2 separate regions of the Mus musculus genome follow, and region 1 is linked to region 2. A link is a contact called in public HiCAR-type data. All regions are on one chromosome and are shown on one strand. Each heading gives the region's core, a stretch centred on a gene start, on an enhancer-like site or on the middle of the called end of the contact. The rest is flanking DNA. Distances are from core to core; before and after follow the strand shown. Region 1 holds the start of Fh1 (fumarate hydratase 1). Region 2 overlaps Rgs7 (regulator of G protein signaling 7).

What was found. HiCAR-type assays count read pairs that join an accessible place to other places.
Region 1: a HiCAR-type map of astrocytes shows a contact between it and region 2, with 4 times the contacts expected there. The contact joins the promoter of Fh1 here to the enhancer-like site in region 2. A contact is called at or near these places in 9 of 39 promoter capture datasets (the 3T3-L1 cell line, 3T3-L1-derived adipocytes, the HPC-7 cell line and 5 more), 1 of 484 Hi-C or Micro-C datasets (olfactory sensory neurons), 1 of 115 datasets of contacts at active chromatin or transcription factors (astrocytes) and 1 of 9 other capture datasets (pancreatic islet).

Annotation. Positions count from the first base shown.
Region 1 is chr1:175,623,830-175,628,308 of GRCm38.p6, reverse strand. It overlaps Fh1 (fumarate hydratase 1), which reads left to right and starts at 2,674. Exons shown (of 10, transcript NM_010209.2): 1 at 2,674-2,858. The coding sequence starts at 2,736.
Region 2 is chr1:175,126,858-175,131,509 of GRCm38.p6, reverse strand. The region is part of intron 6 of Rgs7 (regulator of G protein signaling 7); the gene reads left to right. Among named protein-coding and RNA genes, the nearest start is that of Grem2, 210 kb to the right of the region's middle. Within about 2 kb of position 2,814, at least 37 of the 459 cell types and tissues checked have an H3K27ac peak or open chromatin away from gene starts, as enhancers often do. A contact at or near this core is called in astrocytes and neural stem cells, where this site is marked.

The sequences.
Region 1 (4,479 bases), core at 1,425-3,924, 500 kb before region 2:
ATTCATGAAACAGAATACTATTAAGTCTATAAAAAAGATCATAGCTACTTTTTATTTAAGACCATTTCCAGCACTGAATTAAATTATAGCAGTAGGCTTTAAAATGACTTTTTGTTTGTTTGTTTTGAGACAGGGTCTCATTTTGTAGCCCTGGTTCTCCTGGAGCTGACCATGTAGACCTGCACTAGTCTTTAATGCACAGAAATCTACGTGCCTGTGCCTCTCTGGTGTGCAGACTAAGGTGGTGCACCATCACACCAGGACTGAAATGAAGTTGTAAAGCAATTGTTTGCCTGTTAGTGACTGAAGCAACAAACAAGGGTGGACGGGGAAGGACACTTTTGAAGAAAATAAGCGCCTCTGGGAAGGGGCGGGAGAACGTGGCACTCAAGTTTAGAAATGAATCTTCTATTTCGTTAAGAGTACAGACAAAGCAAATGGTAAGTGTTTGTGTTGCTTTGTGGTAGGAGAGTAGAGAATGGAAACAAAGGACTCATGATTACTTATAAACTAAGCAGAAGACAGGCCTTAGGTCTCAGAAACTCAGAGAAATGGCTGAGCTGTCATTAACATATCAAAGCAATATCTGGGGCTCCTCCCAGCACTTTTCAACCCTTTCCCTCCTCTAAACTTCTGAGAGCTGGGCTTCCACCTGCACAGCTCTTTTCCCTATGTAAGTCAGCCATTTTGGCTACATCATTCTCTTAGCCTATTTATTGGCTTGATTACCTGTCTTGTCTTTGTCAGTAGCTCCTTTCTTGCCCCCATCCCATCCCCTGCCCCCTTTCCTCCCATGGCCTGGTTTCCTCTGCCTGCCTTGTTCAGCTTGGCCTCTTTCCTCTCTCTGCTTTCTCCCTTGTATCTACCATAAAAATCCTCTCCTTACTTTAGGAGTAGTCATGTCCTCCTCCTTTCATTTCAGTTGTTTTTTTCATTCAGCTGGAACCCAGGAGATCCCCCTACACACACACTCACACACACACACACACACACACACACACACACACACTCACACACACTCACACTCAAACACTCACACACACTCACACACACACTCACACACACACTCAAACACTCACACACACACTCACACACGCACTCACACACGCACACACACACTCACATACACTCAAACACTCACACACTCACACACACGCACTCACACACGCACACACACTCACTCACACACACTCACACACACACACTCACACATGCACACAAACACTCACACGCACACTCACACACACACACATATTCACACACACACTCACACACACCCACACACACTCACATACACACATACTCACCACACTCTTGTGGCTGCTCTTTAATGGCAAAAGTGTAACATTTCGGGCAGAAGATACACTGCTTTATATGATTGTACTTTATCTTACTGCTTTGTCTTTTTCCCCTTAACCTAACTTTTAAAGAAAATTTGGTTCTACCTTTCACCAACTACTCTAAAAATTTCTCAGCCATTAGTTGAGAGAGGGAAGAACTAGATACTGAGGTCTGAAAACCCACCGGTACTGGTTTAATTGATTTAGCTCAGCTATTAGTCTTATTCTTACTTATTTTATTTCATTTGTGTTATTTTGAGACAGGGTGGCCTGTATCCCACACTGGCTTCAGACTCCCTGTGTAGCCAAGGATGGCCTTGAACTACTATTCTTCCTACCTGCACTTCTCAAGTGTGAAGATTGCAGGTCAACAGTGCATTTGTGTCAGGCTCACTATGAAGCCAAGGTTATTCTTGAATTCAACTCCTCCCTACCGTGGCATCTAGAGTGCTGAGGCTATAAATTGAAGCCTCTCATTTCCTGAAGAACTTCCTCTTTAACTGTCTTCTGATTCTGCATTAGAAAATTAAAAGAAGAGACACAATTTTTTTTATCAGTTACTCTTTTTCCATTGGCATCATTTAAGCAATGTTTTCCCTAGCCTGTAACCACAAAGAAAATCAGAGATGAAAAATCCCAAGGAATGTGGACACATTATAAATGTTATCAGAGGACATGTTAAAAGACAGAGGAAAAGGCTGGAGAGATGACCCAGTGGTAAAGAGCAGTGACTGCTCTCCCAGGTGTCCTGAGTTCAATTCTCAGCAACCACAGGGTGGCTCACAACCATCACAATAAGAGGGATCTGATGCCCTCTTCTGGTGAGTCTGAAGTCTGCTACAATGTACTCATAGACATAAAATAAATCTTTTAAAAAAATGACAGGAAAATTGACTCCAAAATGACAACTAGGAGCATTGTGGGATAATTGATTACTACTTCCTTGTTTAAAATTTGAGGCACTTTCTAGGAAGATAAGTATTTGAGACACGGATTCATACAGCTGCACGTCATGGGTGGTTGCAGGATAAATATTAACTTGATAACATGTTCTTTCTAGGCTGTCTCACGGACCTAGTACTACAGGCATCTTCAGCCAGTTTCCTGCCTCCTAGCAGCCACATTTGAAGTATTGTCGGAAGATCTGACCTCCCGCCTCTTGTCTTTTCCCATGATTCCTTCCGCACTAGTTTCCCGTGAACCCGAGGACTTCAAACAGCCATACTACAGGCCCAGGGAAGGCAACCCGCCCCATTAGTTATTATTGGCCAGTCATGGTTAGTCCCGTCCTACATGCTCAGGAAGAGGCGTTTGATTGGTTACGAGCGTGGCCGGAATCTGACGTATTAGGGGGCGTGGCTCAGGCTCAGCTTTCCACCCCCGTACAGCAGCACCATGTACCGCGCACTCCGTCTCCTCGCGCGCTCGCGTCGCCTCCTGCGGGTTCCGTCCGCCGGTGCTGCAGTGTCTGGGGAAGCGACCACCCTCCCGCGGTGTGCTCCGAACGTCGCGCGAATGGTGAGCGGGCATCTCGGGACCCGGCCTCCCCGGGGTGACCTTCACGTCAGAGTGTCCCGGGTGTCCCCGCGGGCCGCGCCTGGGCTCGGCGCCGGCCAGCACGCTCACCATCCGCCCCGGACGCGGCCTCCAGCCGAGTGTGTTGGGGCTGCGGGCAGCGCTGAGGGACGCGCTCCTTCCTGCTGGGGAGCCTGAGTGTCAGGGCAGACCTGCCCAATGCCTGAGCTTGCAGAGGCCTTCGGTCCAGGACACCTTCTCTGGGAAAGAGCGTGCACGGAGGCAGAGGGTGGGGGATGCCGGGGTGCAGGAGTAGCCCGAGGAAAGGGGAAGCCCCTTCCTTGTCCAGATCGCAAGCCCTGCTGGCTGGACACAGACAGGATGCTCCCCTAGGCTAGGGTCTGGCTTCTTGGTCCACCAGGGTGCTCTTTCCTGCTTTCAGGCCCTCGAAGTGGATGAAGCCAGTGTGTCTTCTGAACGGAAAGGCTTTGCTTCTTACTAACTTGACTATTTAGCTTGTGAGGTTACATGTGTTCTCTCTCACAACTGGGTGTAAAACTCCGAAATCCATAAATGTGGACCTAGGAACATAAGTACTCGGAAGCATGCCTGAGCAGATTGGATAGGACCGAACAATTGCCCTAACCAAGATTTTGTATTCAGAAAGACAGCTAAAGGAACTTAAGGGGCCAGGTCCAAGGTATGGCATGCTTCGTTAAGCCCCTGTACTGTTTAGAGTTCTTTAGAAAACGAAAAATGCGAGTGTGTATGTACTGTTAGGAAAAGTTTGAGAAATGAATAGTTAGGAAGACCACTCCGAAGTGTAGCATGTCTTCTGTAGTGTGGGGTGTGATTTCAAGTCCTACTGCTGCGTTCAGGCTTTGTCCAGTTTCTACATGTAAAGCTGAGATAATTACAGAGGCTCAGCAAGATAGAACTTGGGGAAAACACTGTGCTTCTTAATTAGACCTCCTTTAGTGTCCTTAAAAGGGCCAAGACGTTCTCTCAACTTCTAGACGCTTGAATGACAACTCTGTACCGTCTTGGGGCTTGGGAGATGACACCAGTGAAGAATCCATCAGGTGGTTCACACCCACCTGTAACATCAGCTTTAGGGGACCTGTAACACACTCTTAATAACCTCGACATATGCGTGTGTGCAAACATACATACACACACACACATATGCACCCATGCACACACAGACACACACTAACATAAATCTTGGAAAGAAGCTATGAAGTCCAGGTTGCTTAAAGTTCCTGGAACTTTGCTCTGGTGATTTTAATGCATTCTAAAATCTCTTTTAAAAAGACTGGGTTTCTTTTTGTTTTAAAGCTTGTTTAGGGGAACAGGAAAATGGAATGAATCTATCATGGCAAATATGAAAATAGCAGTTTCTTGCTTAGGGTTATAGTGTCAGAAAATAGGATCAGTATACTTTTCTTTTTCCATGGTTCCAAGGACATTTCTTGCCCTTTAGCCCCCTTGTAATTTCCAGCAAGCCTGCTGATTTTGTTAAAAGTTGTTCTCTAGTATTGAGAAATTCACATGACCCTGGAAGCCCTGTTATTTAAAAGGACACTTAAGAGTTCACCTGAAGTGCGTCATGTGGAGGTATGAC
Region 2 (4,652 bases), core at 1,565-4,064:
ACATGCATGTTCTAAAATGGTGGTTACTGTTATTCAATCCCTTTGGACAAAGGAATTGAAAGAAAGGGAGATAAGGAAAGAGAGAGAGAGAGAATATAATGACATCATTTATTTCAACAAAAATGCTCAAAGTTGTAACTGTAGATACACTCCAAAATTATACAGAAAATTAAATCACCTAACCAATACTCTGTGTGTGTGTGTGTGTGTGTGTGTGTGTGTGTGTGTGTGTGTGTGTGTGTGTGTGTGACATAGGAACTATATACATAGAGAAAACAGAAAAGGCTGCAGTAAACCATGCTTGAAGAAATATCACAGCTGTGGTTTAAGCAGAGACTCTATCAAAGAAAGATGAACGCACAGGGAATAGAAATTCAAGGTTATCTTTAGCTACTTAGGGAGTTCAAGACCTGCCCTGGGAAATGTGAGACTACACTAGTAAAAAATTTTCCTTCCTATTACATATGCAAAGAAATATAATAATGCATAGCCTGGAAAATGACAGATAAAACAATAGTAGCCAGACAGAATACATTTTCAAGTTCAAAATAAGATTTTTTCAAATTTAGCATAGTTTCTATAGCATGTAGTTATGCAGCTTAACAGAACAGAATGGTCCATATCTGTAATTTTCCATAGTTTAAGCAAAAACAGTTTTCCCACCATTCATCAATAAAGCTAGACTTTACCTCTTCAGTTAAAACAACCATGGTTTTAATATATTTCTCACTTAAACCATGGTTTTAATACATTTCTCACTTAAAATGGTCCTTGTTGGAGACCTGCTTTGCAAAGTAGAAGCCAGAGCTCCGAAAAAAAGAATCATTCTTTTAATGAACAAGAGCTCAAATTGTTTTCTGTCTCTGGCCCCTGGTCAACAATGCATGAGTTTTCAGTGGTGAGATAAACAGCATCACTCTTCAGATATAAGGAACTGGAGGTAAAAGTACAATAAAGACATGAAAACTCATTACTCTGTATCAGAAATAATGAAGTACAGTGGAAAGAAAGCACTAGATCTGAAAGCCTACCAAGGTCTAGAGAGAAACTAGACTGAATGTCGGGAAAGACCAGAATAGTTATGGAGTCAGTGCCCTGAGAGTAATGGGAGGCATGACTTGAGACCACAGTTGATGAGGAGTCTCACTGAAAAAACCAGCAGTGGTCATGAAGGAAGAGTGAGGTCATGTCTTCGTTAAGATTTCTAGTGCTGTAAAGAGACACCATGATCACGATAAGATATATATTTAATTGAGGCAGGCTTACAGGTCCAGAGGCTTAGTCCATCATTGTCATGGCAGGAAGCATGGCAGCACCCATGCAGATGCCAAGAGTTCTACATCTGGATCAGCAGGAAGAGAGCCTGACGTGGGTTTGTAAAACCTCAAAGCCCATCCCCAGTGACACTCTTCCTCCAACAAGGCCACAGCTCCCAGTGTGGTCACTCACTATGGTCCTATTGGGGGTCATTTTCATTCAAACCACCACAGGTCGTTTAGGATTTGAGGGAAAAGAAAGGGCATTAACCATTACATTTGAATGTACTAGGAATGCTAGCTAAATTTAATATTTGTTTTAAAATTGACGTGGGAGTAAAATTGCATTGCCATGTCTGGGGGTCGGAGGACAACTTGTAAGACCTGGTTCTCCTCCCTCCATGTGGATCCCAGGGGTGGAACTCAGACTATCAGGGTTGGCAGTCACCACCTTTACCCACTGAGCCATCCCATCAACTTGTTCATGAATCTTTAAATGTCACATTAAAAACCATGTCACAGGAAGAAAGAGGTGTGAGAGGGGAGAGAGAGACCAGTGCAAACAAAGGAAAGAATCTGTTGTTCTTCTGTTCGCTTTGTTTGGTTAGAGACTGTCTCATGAGGTCTCTGAGACTGGTGTTAGACACAAGGGCATACAGACCTGATTTTTTTGTGCATAGGTACGTGTGTGTGTGTGTGTGTGTGTGTGTGTGTGTGTGTGTGTACTGTATATGCAGAGTGTATAGAGACTGGTTGTGTTCCTTGGGTGTGCATGTGGATGCCAGAGCTCTGTGTTGGGTTTCTTCCTCTATACCACTATGCCTTATTGTCCTGAGACAGGGTTTCTCACAGAAACAGAAATGTGCAGTTTGAGCTAAGCTGGCTGGCCAGTGAACTTTTGGGATCCCATCTCCACCCACAGTGCTGGTGCTACAAGCACACTATAGACATAGGCCACTTTTATGAGTAGCTGGGGCCAGATCTGCATGTTTGAGCATGTGTGATTTTACCCATTGAGCACCTCCACAAAATCTCCAGGGAAATTCTTATTTTTTTAAAAAGGAGCTATATCCTTCTTTACAATTAAAATAGTAATTTCTGTATATATTTTTTTAAGCTCTCAAAATTTTAAGGTTTAACCTGTATGTCCATTAAACACAGACTGTATTTGAATCTGAAAGCAGACATAAGAAGCAATGACAGACTGAAATACTTTACTTTCCAGGAAGGTCTTCAAAACTGCTCCTTTCTTTTCATACATAGACCGAAAAGAGTGAAGGTGAAGCTGGCAGTGAGCAGACAGAAACACAGAAAGAAGTAAAAGACACACACACACTGCAGAGTCCCTCTCATTTGAATGGAATCAATGGAGCTTGGAGCTAGGAAATGACCCTATGGATATAACTAAGGTTGCTTTTCTCAAGAAACTTGGCAGCTTTAGAGCACTGGATCAAGTCCAAGTAACCTCATTAAAGATTCCCTGTGTATGCATGAGGGCTAGAAATAGAAGCAAGCTCAAAGAGAACCGAGAAAGCCTGTTTGCCTTTTAAGGTTTCTTGGGATTTCAGTGTGGCACTGTAGTAGAAGGTTCCATCCCTAATCTGACCTCAATTCTCCACATGTCAGAGACCCCCAGTTGTTCAGCAGCAGGATTAACAGCCAGTGAAAGGAAGAGAGGAAAGCTATGGATGAATGCTTGAGGGGTTGACCGACAGAAAGCCTGGAGCTCAGCGTGCAGTTCCCCAGTTTCCTGTCACCTGTGTGGTCACCTCACCCAGACAAGTGGGCAAACACTAAAGAAAACCAGAAACAATATGGGAATCTAAGCTTGGTTATATTAAACAAATTTACACTTATAAGAGAAAGCTGCGAAAAGACAGTTTTCTGTTGAATAACCCAAGACAACTGCTTTCTCTACCTTCCCTCTAAGTTCCAAAATGATTGAATCAAAATGTTTTAAATAAAACATGAGCGCTACAGTTTACTTTAAAAATGCTAATTAGTGGCACAGAATAGATTTTATTCATTAAGATATTAGAAGACTAAAGGCTGAAAATAAACTAGTTCTTCATCATTGGTGGCAGATTGTATTAGTCACTGCTTAATTTCTGAGGTCATAGTTTAAGGAATTAAACAGTTGAGCCTTCATTTGAGGAGGTAAGTTTGAATGATAAAAAGTTTTATTACTTATCAAATACTGTTGTAGTTGTTAAAGAAAACTTACTCATGAAACAAATAGTAGAAAATAGAGGAAGACAGAGGAGGAAAGGAAGGGAGGGAGGGGTGTGTGAGGAAAAGAATAGTGGATGTAAGAAAAAGGATGGATGAAAGGGGCTTCAGAGATGGCTCAGTGACAAGAACACTGGCTTCTCTTTCAGAGGACCTGGGCTTGATTCCCCATACACATATAGAGGTTCACAACCATTTCTAACTCTACTTCTAGTTCCAAGGAGCCTGATGCCCTCCTCTGGCACCTGGTATGCATGAGGTGCACAGACACACATGCAGACAAAATTCACAGTCACATAAAATTCAATTAAGAATAAAAAAAATTTACATTAGTCTACCAAAAGAACAAGTATTTTAGTTGGTTTTTAAGTAAAACAAAGTAAGTCAGTTTAAACAGATGATGGCAAGCTAGGTGTGGTAGCACACACCTTTAATTCTAGCTCTCCAGAGGCAGAGGCAGAGGCAGGCAGATGTCTGTGAGTCTGAGGCTAGCCTGGTCTAATTGGAGAGTTTTAGGCCAGGCTGGGTTACATAGCGAGACCTGGACTCAAAAACTAATTAAATAACTAAACGTATGAAATGGTGGACCAACGTGTGCTAGGCAAATATAATACAAGAAGAAAACTAAATTAGCAGTTATAATATTGATCAAATGAAAGATAGTAAATGTAAAGTCATTTGCCTAGTGAAAAATAACAATCCATTGAAATATTTTATAGTAAAGATATATAATATTAAAATTGTTTGAAATATAATAAAACAGTTACAGAAAGATAATGAAAACATTGGGCTTTAACACATCTCTCTCAAGCCAGACTAGCAAAACCCAAAGGAGGGAAAATTCTATCATTCTTGAGAGAAGAGTTTTATGTATGAAAATGTGGCAATATTATAAAATTCAAACTGTGCTATTTTCCACAGACTCCAAATATGTGTGAAGGAAAAACCTTTATTGGGTCATTGTACATATAGCCAAAAATGATGAAATATAGTCAAACAAATATATATATATATATATATATATATATATATATATATATATATATATATATCTTCATTCATAGGACAGGCTACAGTTGTTATAGAGGATTAGCTGTACCTATATAATATAAAACAACAGTAAATTTTAGTCATGTTTAATACAGAAAAGCAAATTACAATGCATGT